Linked DNA regions of Rattus norvegicus: all the other regions are linked to region 3. The links are chromatin contacts, called in public Hi-C maps. All regions are on one chromosome and are shown on one strand. The core of a region is the stretch at or near the end of the contact, and the rest is flanking DNA. Distances in the headings are between cores, read along the strand shown.

The links. Hi-C and Micro-C count contacts between places; a contact is called where the count stands out from the background.
Region 1: a contact with region 3 is called in a Hi-C map of Schwann cells, with 6 times the contacts expected there. The contact joins the enhancer-like site here to the promoter of Cenpp in region 3. A contact is called at or near these places in 11 of 12 Hi-C or Micro-C datasets (the A7r5 cell line, Schwann cells, frontal cortex and 6 more) and 1 of 1 datasets of contacts at active chromatin or transcription factors (oligodendrocytes).
Region 2: a Hi-C map of hepatocytes shows a contact between it and region 3, with 2.8 times the contacts expected there. The contact joins the enhancer-like site here to the promoter of Cenpp in region 3. A contact is called at or near these places in 7 of 12 Hi-C or Micro-C datasets (the A7r5 cell line, Schwann cells, frontal cortex and 3 more).

Annotation. Positions count from the first base shown.
Region 1 is chr17:15,401,601-15,404,618 of GRCr8, forward strand. All of the region lies in intron 11 of Ippk (inositol-pentakisphosphate 2-kinase), which reads right to left. Among named protein-coding and RNA genes, the nearest start is that of Ippk, 33 kb to the right of the region's middle. Within about 2 kb of position 1,716, at least 9 of the 93 cell types and tissues checked have an H3K27ac peak or open chromatin away from gene starts, as enhancers often do. A contact at or near this core is called in Schwann cells, where this site is marked.
Region 2 is chr17:15,458,948-15,461,932 of GRCr8, forward strand. It overlaps a transcript of Bicd2 not described here. Among named protein-coding and RNA genes, the nearest start is that of Rps12l8, 11 kb to the left of the region's middle. Within about 2 kb of position 1,639, at least 5 of the 93 cell types and tissues checked have an H3K27ac peak or open chromatin away from gene starts, as enhancers often do. A contact at or near this core is called in hepatocytes, where this site is marked.
Region 3 is chr17:15,219,264-15,222,144 of GRCr8, forward strand. It overlaps Cenpp (centromere protein P), which reads left to right and starts at 1,258. Exons shown (of 8, transcript NM_001402493.1): 1 at 1,258-1,411. The coding sequence starts at 1,305. Nol8 (nucleolar protein 8) reads right to left here and starts at 939. Exons shown (of 17, transcript NM_001395573.1): 1 at 341-939. The coding sequence starts at 377.

The DNA of each region.
Region 1 (3,018 bases), core at 466-2,965, 180 kb after region 3:
ATGCTTTATACATCATCGCTGGTTCAGTATCTGATCTGATGGCAGACAGTATTCTCTTCTGTCCCTTTGAACCATTCCTCTGATCGCATAAAAGTGAAGCCTAGGAAAACCTCAGGCCTCATTTCCCTGCAGGCAAGGAGGAGGAAGGAGTGGGAGCTCACACACCAGGCCTGCTGGCTTCTCTGAGCCTAAAGAGCTCAGGATGAGGGGACAGCCAGGCCCAATCTGTATACCCTCCAGTTAGCAGTGAAGTTTGTTATCTCAGGATACATACCCAGAAGCCAAGTCAAAAAAAAAAAAAAAAGAGGCAAATAAAAAGTGCCCTTAAAGCACTGCCAGTCTAACCAAGGTACAACAAGAAGCCACACAAAGACAGTTTTAAAACCTAAACAGGTACCTACCAAGGATTTATGCAACGCAGTCCTAATCCAAGACAAGAGAAGTAAGAAACAAACACACCCAACTTATCAAAATGGAGAATGTCTCAGTCCTGGGCAGGTGTGGTGGGGTACACCTATAATCCCAGCACTTGGGAGGGGGCATTGGAAAAATCAGGAATTCAAATCACCTTCTACAGCAACAATGAATCTGAGGCCAGACTGGACTACATATAAATTCCTTTATGTGTATGTGTGTTTTGTCTGCATGTTGTGCAGTTCCTAGGAAGGCCAGTAGAGGGCATCAAATCCCCTGGAAGTGAAGGTACAGATGGGTGTGGGCCACCATGCGGTTGCTAGGAATTGAATCAAGGTCCTCTGGAAGAGCAGCCAGTGCTCTTCAAATGCTGAGCCATCTCTCCAGCCCTAACATAGAAATATAAAATATTTACATATGTAATGCATGTCTTATCTATAAGAAGGTATTATTGCTACAAATCAAACTAATGGCAAACCTTTTTCTGCTCTGGGGGAGGGGAGGGTAACTTAGACACAAAGCAAGGAGTCGTGTTTTCACTTCAGCAGTGTTCCAGTGAGTTCCTGAGCCTGTTCAGTGGCAACAGCCAACTGGAAAACCGAAATGGTCAAAAACTTGTGATTGGAGGCATTGCTAATAACACAGAGACAGGGATCTGGGTCTGTTTTCCAAAGAAAGGTCAACCTTCGGTGCTGGCAGGGCAGGAACCACATGGACCTTCTAACCCTGAGCCTAAGCTGAGGCCCTGCCAATAACTGCTGCTTTTCTTCAGAAGGACCAAAGTGGGCCAAAGTGACACCAGCCTGCCAGTCCTCCTGACAAAGACAAGCCTAAAACTCTCTAGGCAGCAAATGATCTCTAAAATAATTTTACAAATACCATTTCTGACATGCAAGTAAAAATATGCAGGCATAAGACAGATGACATGAATAAAAGCCAACCAAAAAAAAAAAGCACAGAAGGGCTGTGAGAACCTCTAGTTCCCTTCACTTCTGCTGAGAAATGGAAAATGGTCTAAAAGACACTTTTGTAAAAAGAGCTAAAGCTGAAAAACAACCCCACAGCTAATAGTTGACACGGATGCACACATGGACTCCAGCTACTGAGGTACCAAGCATACACACTGCTCTACTCAAGGAATCAAAACAAAGAGAACCTCTGAGAACTGGAAGCCATAAAAATCAGCCATTTAAGATTTTTAGAAAAACAAAGACAACATTAAGCATTCATCAGATTAACTGAAGAGAAGTGCCACTAGATAGAGGGGACAGCCTTAAGGGAAGCGAGGCTGAGTAGCCAGCCTGAGTAAGCTAGAAGGCAGTGACAGGGATGTGAAGCATCCTCCCCCGTCCACTGCAACAGTGACCCCCACATTCTGATCTCTAAGAAATGTAACACTAATTACCCACAACGCTATGAACTGGACAAAGGCAGAGGCTCGGGTCAAATAAGAAGTGGAAGGGGAGAAGAAAAGTCCCTTTCCCTAAACTAAAGACATCAAAGCCCTACAGATCCCAAAGTATCTCCAGAAAAATAGTTACCGTTTCATTAAACAAAGCTAAGACCACTGCCAGTCAGACCTACACTAAGGATGAGTAAAGATGCTTTGGGGTGTGGCGGCCCCCTGCAGTCCCAGCACAAGGGAGGCTGAGGCAAGAGGACCAGCCTGGGAAACATGAGGCACTGTCTCAAATTTTAAGTCTAAGTGACAGAGATAGTGTCGGGATAGGTTTGTTTCTTCTTTTATGTTTGTGTGTGTGTGCGTGTCTGTCTGTCTGTCTGTCTGTCTGTCTGTGAGTGTATGCACATGTGTGCAAGTGCTCTCAGAGGCCAAAAGGAGGAGTGGGTCCACAGGAGCTGGAATTAGAAGTGAGTATCTATCCTGATGTAGATGCTGGGAACAGAACCTAAGGTTTTCTCCAAGGGAAAACAAGGCCTTTATATTAATAATCCATCTGTCCAACTCCTAGACTTACCAGTATCTATTAATCTGTCTCTCTACCATCCTGAGTGACTGTTTTTAAAACAATTATAGGACCTGGGAAGATTGCTCAATGGTTAGGAACACTTGATGCTCTCGCAAAGGATCCAGGTCTGCTTCTCCGCACCCGCATCAGGCAGCTCACAGCCACCTGTCACCTAGTCCCGAGCGGCCTGCCACACTCTGGCCTCTTAGGGCTCCCGCACACACGCAGTGTACAAACTCATGAAATAAACCATTCCATGTCTATTCAAAGACAAAAGAATATAAAGTGGTGAAAAAGACATGGTACAAATAGTAAGCACAAGAACCTAGAGCAGTTCTACTATGACAGGAAAGGGAATGTGAAGGTGGGAAGTATCCAAAGACAAAAGGCCCCCTGGAAAGTGTTGACTTCTGGTGCCAGGCGAGCAAGGCTCACAGTCAAGTGCAAAGGCACAGCTCAGACACCTCTAAAGAACAGGCTACAGAACACGGGAGCGTGCACAGAATGATTCTATATGTGAAGGCCAAAGACGTTCCTCAGGGACACAGGTAGCTTAGCCAGACTCCAGAGACTGCACACTGGATCTTAGTCGAAGCTGAGAAACGGTCCCAGTAGGGCTCTGGTTGGCTCCTGCTCA
Region 2 (2,985 bases), core at 389-2,888, 240 kb after region 3:
CACACACAGCAGCCAAAGCCTGACCAAGCTCTTCTCGGTGCCTAGGTGCCTTCCCACAGTTCAGAAGCAACAGGAGTCATCATAGAAACCAGCTTCCAGCTGTTTACAAAAGCACTATAACCACCACAGAGGAACCCTCGTGCCTCCCCCTAATGTAAAACTAGCATTATCTGAATCAAGCTGTGGAAACCACTCAGTACTCCAGGTCAGAAGAAGACCAAGGAGGAAGCCAGATCCCAGGCAGCCCCCAGTGAGAAAGGCCAATAACCTGGACTTCTGAGGGGCCGGGGGAGGGGGGGCTTAGCACAGGAGGAAGACGTCCATTGTGATACTTTCTCAAAGCCCCCACTGTGGAGGGTCTGATCTGAGGGCCAGGATGTAGCGTTGGCCTGCAGTTGGAGCTGAAGGAGACTTCTAGCCTGTCTCCAGTTTCACAAGTTCCGACAAGCAAGCTTTGGGCTTCAGTAAGAAGCTCGTGGAACCAATGGGAACAGCTTGTTCTAGGGTCATTTTAAACTTCTAGCATTTCATCACAGAAGCGCACCCCAGTGAGCTTGCATGGTCACCGGCGAGCTCATAAGCAAGTAGATTTTCTTGTTAGAATAAATAATGGTCTAAGTCTTTGAGTAGATTTTCTCTTTTATTGCTTTTGAGTGGAATTCTGGGGGTAAGCTGGATTTGGAATGCACATCTTGTTTGTTATTCAAGACACAGAGGTAGATGGATTACTAAGAGTCCTAGGCCAGCCTGAGCTACATAAATAGCAGATTTGTATGTATCTCAAAGAAAGGAAGGAAGAAAGAAAAGAAGGAAGGAAGGAAAGGAGGGAGGGAGGGAGGGAGGGAGGGAGGGAGGGAGGGAGGGAGGAAGGAAAAGCCTAGCTGGTTGTGATGGTACATGCCTGTAATTTCAGCGCTGGGAAGACAGAAGCAGGAGAATCAGAAGTCCAAAGTCACCTTGGCTACATACTGAGCCCGAAGCCAGCCCGGGCTACTTTAGAACCTGTTTCAAAAAAAAAAAAAAATTATAGACATAGAAACTTCTGGGTCTTTTTTTTACTGTGTATGCATGACACATGCACTTGATGTGTTGGTGGACAGGTACTTTTCGGCAGTGCACCTAGGGGTCTAAAGACAACTTTGAGAGTGCATGCATGTGTCTGGCGTTTATATGTTTGGTATGTGTATATGTGTACCTGGTGACGGTGTGTGATGTGTGTATGCGGTGCACATGTGTGTGGTGGGTGTCTGTTTTGCTTTGATAATGTCATTTAGGTACTTATGTTTTGAATTGCATTTTCTTCCTGACAGATTTACTCAAGAATCTCACCCAACTTTAAATCGGGTTGTTTGTGAGATCCTGATTAACCAAATGGACAAGGTCCAGAAAGACCATCTATAAAAATGGAACTTTGACCCCACCCACAGCGACCTGAACAGGAAGGCAACCCTTATCTGTAGAAACCAGCCAAGGAGGGCAGCTGTGTGGGCAGCCTACAGGAAGCAGGACGCTATCTCTAGGGACTCCTGGGAAGCTAAATATTAACCTCTAGAACAATCAGTCCCAAACACCAGGACCTGATCAATAGCCTGCTTCCAACTTAGGACCAACCAGAAAGCCAAATACACTCCCGTCTCTAATCCAACCTCCCTAACCACAGCCTCCAAGCCATTGCCCTCCCACCAGCAAGCCTCCTCCTCTCCTTTGCCTTCCAGTCTTTGTTCAGTGCAAGGGCCCTCCCCCTGAGGGGAGGTTCTGAGCGGCAGTCTCTGCTCTTCACAGTCTGCAGTCTTCAACACCTTCATCTTACTGTTGACCTAGAGAGTCAAGATGGCTCTGCGGGGAAAGGCACTTGGTATCAAACCTGATGACCTGAGTTCAATTCCCAGGACCCCCAAAAGTTGTCCTCTGACCTCCACGTGCACACTGTGGGGGACTCACCCACTGTTTAGAAGTTCTGGGACTAGGCTGTGTATCTCAGTTGGTAGAATGCTTACGGTCCCCATCACTGCATAGAACACATGTGGTGGAGCATGCCTGTATTCCAGGACTTGGAAGGTGTAGCATGGGAATCAGGAGTTCTAGTTCCGGGACACACTGGGCTACGTGAGACTGTCTCAAAAAAAAGGCGAAATAGAGAAATAATGCTTTATATATCTGGTTACTACTCATCTACGTACCTATCAGATATACAAAAAACAAACAAAACAAACAAACAAAAAAAACCTTTTTTCTCCTAGCAATTGCTTTGTCTTCAGCAATTGAGAGCACTGACTGCTCTTCCAGAGGTCCTGAGTTCAATTCCCAGTAACCACATGGCGGCTCACAACTTCTGCAATGGGATCTGGAGCCCTCTTCTGGTGTGTCTGAAGACAGCTATGGTGTAGTCATACAAATAAAACAAATAAATATATAAAAATAAATAAAGAACTCATTAAAAACTTTTAAACTTTTGAATTGTTCTTTTGTTTCCTGAGTGTCTGCCTGTGTGTGCGTCTGTGTGCCGTGTACATGCTTAGTGTCCCCAGAGGTCAGATCAGGCCATTGGATCCCCTGGATCTGGAGCTACTGATGGTTGTGAGCCACCGTGTGGGTGCTGGGAATCCTATCAGGTCCTCTGCAAGAGCAACAAGTGCTCGTGACCACAAAGCCATCTCTCCAGGCCTAGATTCCTTTTAAAAGATTTAATTATGGGGGTTGGGGATTTAGCTCAGTGGTAGAGCGCTTGCCTAGGAAGCGCAAGGCCCTGGGTTCAGTCCCCAGCTCCGAAAAAAAAAAAAAAACAACAAAAAAAAAAGATTTAATTATGTGCATATGTATATCTCTGTGTGGACACACATGTGCACACTCGCGCGCACACACACACACACACACACACACACACACACACACACACACCTGTGCAGTGACCATGGAGTCCAGGAGAGGGCAACAGATGCCCTGGAGCTGGAATTAGAGGTTACTGCACTGTAAGTTACCTGATGA
Region 3 (2,881 bases), core at 8-2,507:
TTTCTACATTTATTTTTACCTTAACAGATATTGGCAAAAAATAGTATGCTAGAGGATAAAAATGTCTCCATCCTGGAGTTCCATAGTCATAACAAAGTCTGCAATTACAATACTATGGCAAAATATAAGTGTTCCCAAAGCGCTGTTCAGTCACAAAGAGGGCAACTTATGTTATACCTAAAATATATTTCCCCACTGTGTGCCTGTATTGTTCAGTTTGAGTGGATCTCATCGGTCAGAGGAGTAGGAGGTCCCAGGGCCATTTAGAAAACAGCAGCGGTGAACCAAGGATCATAATGAGGTCTAATTTCAGACCCCGGAACTGTTAACAATGTCCTACCAAGGTTGCTGGAAAAGTTTTCGAGGGGTCTCTCCATCTCGTTAAGCCCTCGGCAGGTGCTCAGCTCTCATTCAAACCTTCCTCAAAAGCTGGCTGACTCCTTCCAAGCGAGATCACAAGACGGCGGCGGCAGGACCCCAAAGCAAAGACCTGCAGTCTGGGAAAGACCTACAGTGTACCACTTCTTGGTAGCCGCCGCCCCATCCTTCCAACCCCGCCTTCTCCCTCCGAGAAACCCCAAGGAAGGAGAGGAGAGGCTAGGAGCAACAGTCCAGCACTTCTCACGCGCAAACACTCTCCTCAAGACGCTTGCTCCTCAGCTCAAGCGCAGAGTAGCCCCTAACGTCTAATAACACGTGCGGGCGGGTGCATTTTCTTTTCCTTCCTACAGGGTTTCTAACCCCATCTCCTAAGGTTCCGTTATCACGCAGTTCCAGAGGGCTCCTCATTTCGTCTGCCTTCTTTTTCACGAACGTTCTGTTTGTTCTCCTCCACGTTGTAAAGTTTCCAGAGGGGTTAAAAAAATCCATAATTCCTACAGAAAACTTCCTACAGAAAAGACTCTCCGCCGCATGATTCCTGATTTCCGGGACAAGTTGGCGGAAGTGAAGACCCGGAACCAAAATAAAGAGACTCTTTTCCTCGTGCTTCCCAGCACCACCTCTTCAGTGACGCTAGGGTTCGGCTAGCCCAGTGGCAGTTAGAGGGAGTGGGCGGTCGTTGGAGCTTGGAACGAACCAACTCTCAGAAGCGTCGGGAGCGTCTAGACACTTTCTGAGGGACGTAAGGCTCTGGAACGTTGTTTGAGGCAGTAGGGGTGGACGCGCGTCTCCCAGCAGCCTCTCCCCGGCGAGTTCTCGAATGGTCCGCGCCCGGAGCGCGCGCGCCGCTTGAAGCGTCCAGCTCTAGAGGTTCCCAGACTGCTGAGTCTTGGCTTCACCCTCGGGGCTCCTTGCTGGTAGCCATGGATCCGGAGACCCGCGAACTGCGCGCCTTGGAGGAGGAGGTCGCAGCGCTGCAGCGAGAATGCAGAATGCTGCAAAACCTCGAGGAGAAGACCTCCGGAGCCTGGTACGTGGCTCGGGTTCATCCCTCCGGCCCATGCATCTTTGCACCCGGCGGGTCTATCGACCTTCTGACAGTTCAGGGCTCCGACTCCCCCTCAAGCCCTGTGCTGAAAAATGTAGTGGGAGACATCCTGAAATGTGAACTTGAATCAGTATTCTGTGACGATGACCTCAGAGTGTGAACGCTGCGTATGGGGCTTATGGCTTGATTCTAATCAGCAGAAAATAGTTTTCTTAAGGGTTGTTTTCGCCCGGTTGATGAGAATCAAAGGGAAAGTCTTGGTTTCTTTAAACAATCTTGCCTTTGGGAAACAGTATCTAAATAGCTGTTTTTTTTTTCTTCTGGGTTTGGAGACATTGTTACTCTGTAGGTCAGGAATTGGCTTAATTTGATTTCAAATTCAAGATCCTTCTTCCTCAACCCCCAACTAATTGGCTTAATTTGATTTCAAATTCAAGATCCTTCTTCCTCAACCCCCAACTCCTACACCCAGTAGTGGGGTTATTACCTGAGCCACCATGTGTGCTCTGTCTAGTTGGAATTCCCTAACTCATCGATTTGTTTTTGTGAATCACCTAACCATAGTTAAGTGATCCTAACTTTTTTTTTTTTGCATTATGTTAACAACATAAGAGTGAGGGTATATAACCTGTGGCAGGGCCGCCTAGCATGGACAACGATAAATTGGTATATGGCTAATGCCGTCTATAGGAAAGTGTGATAGTCCTCTGGATTAGGTGCTGTTGTTCAGCCTTATTTAAAGGTAATTGATCTGAGTGCCAGAGAAGTTAAATAGCTTGGGTAAGGTCCTAGAGAAATCCAAAGCCAGGCATTGTCTATTCAAAGAGAGAACGGAGGTTGGAACTAGCAGTAACTTAGTATCTTAAACGAGAAAACAAACTACGTTTATTAGGTACACTTTGGTACAGGTGCAGAGAATGAGATTTTTCTGTGCTACAAATAACCTTAATTGGAAAACTTGGAGAAGTGTGTGTGGGAGTGGTGAATGAGAGAGAGATTGTTAACTGATGAAAGAGGGGAAAGTGTATGTGTGTCTGGCCTATGCCTGCGCTTCCACTGTGAGAATGGGAGACATTATTAATTTAGGTGTGAGCCACTTATTGGAAGCATTAGGATTACCTGGGAGTTGGTGAGACTGCCAGGCTGACTCCATCCCCACTTATTGAATTAGAATTTGTATTTTATCAACACAGCCTGCCCCTATACCTTTTGTATATACACTAAAAGGTTTAAGAAGCTCTTTGTCAGACCATGGGGGAAAATAGTTTCTTTACTCACCACAAGGTGTCAATATAAGCCCAGTATGATGTAGTACATTGGTTATGTAATCTGGGACTCTTCAGTAATGGAATTGAAAAGGCTGGAGAGTCCAGATTAGGGAAGACATTAAATGTCAATCCCAAATGTGTAGATTTAATATAGTTTTTTTTCTCATTTTGAAGGAAGATTGAG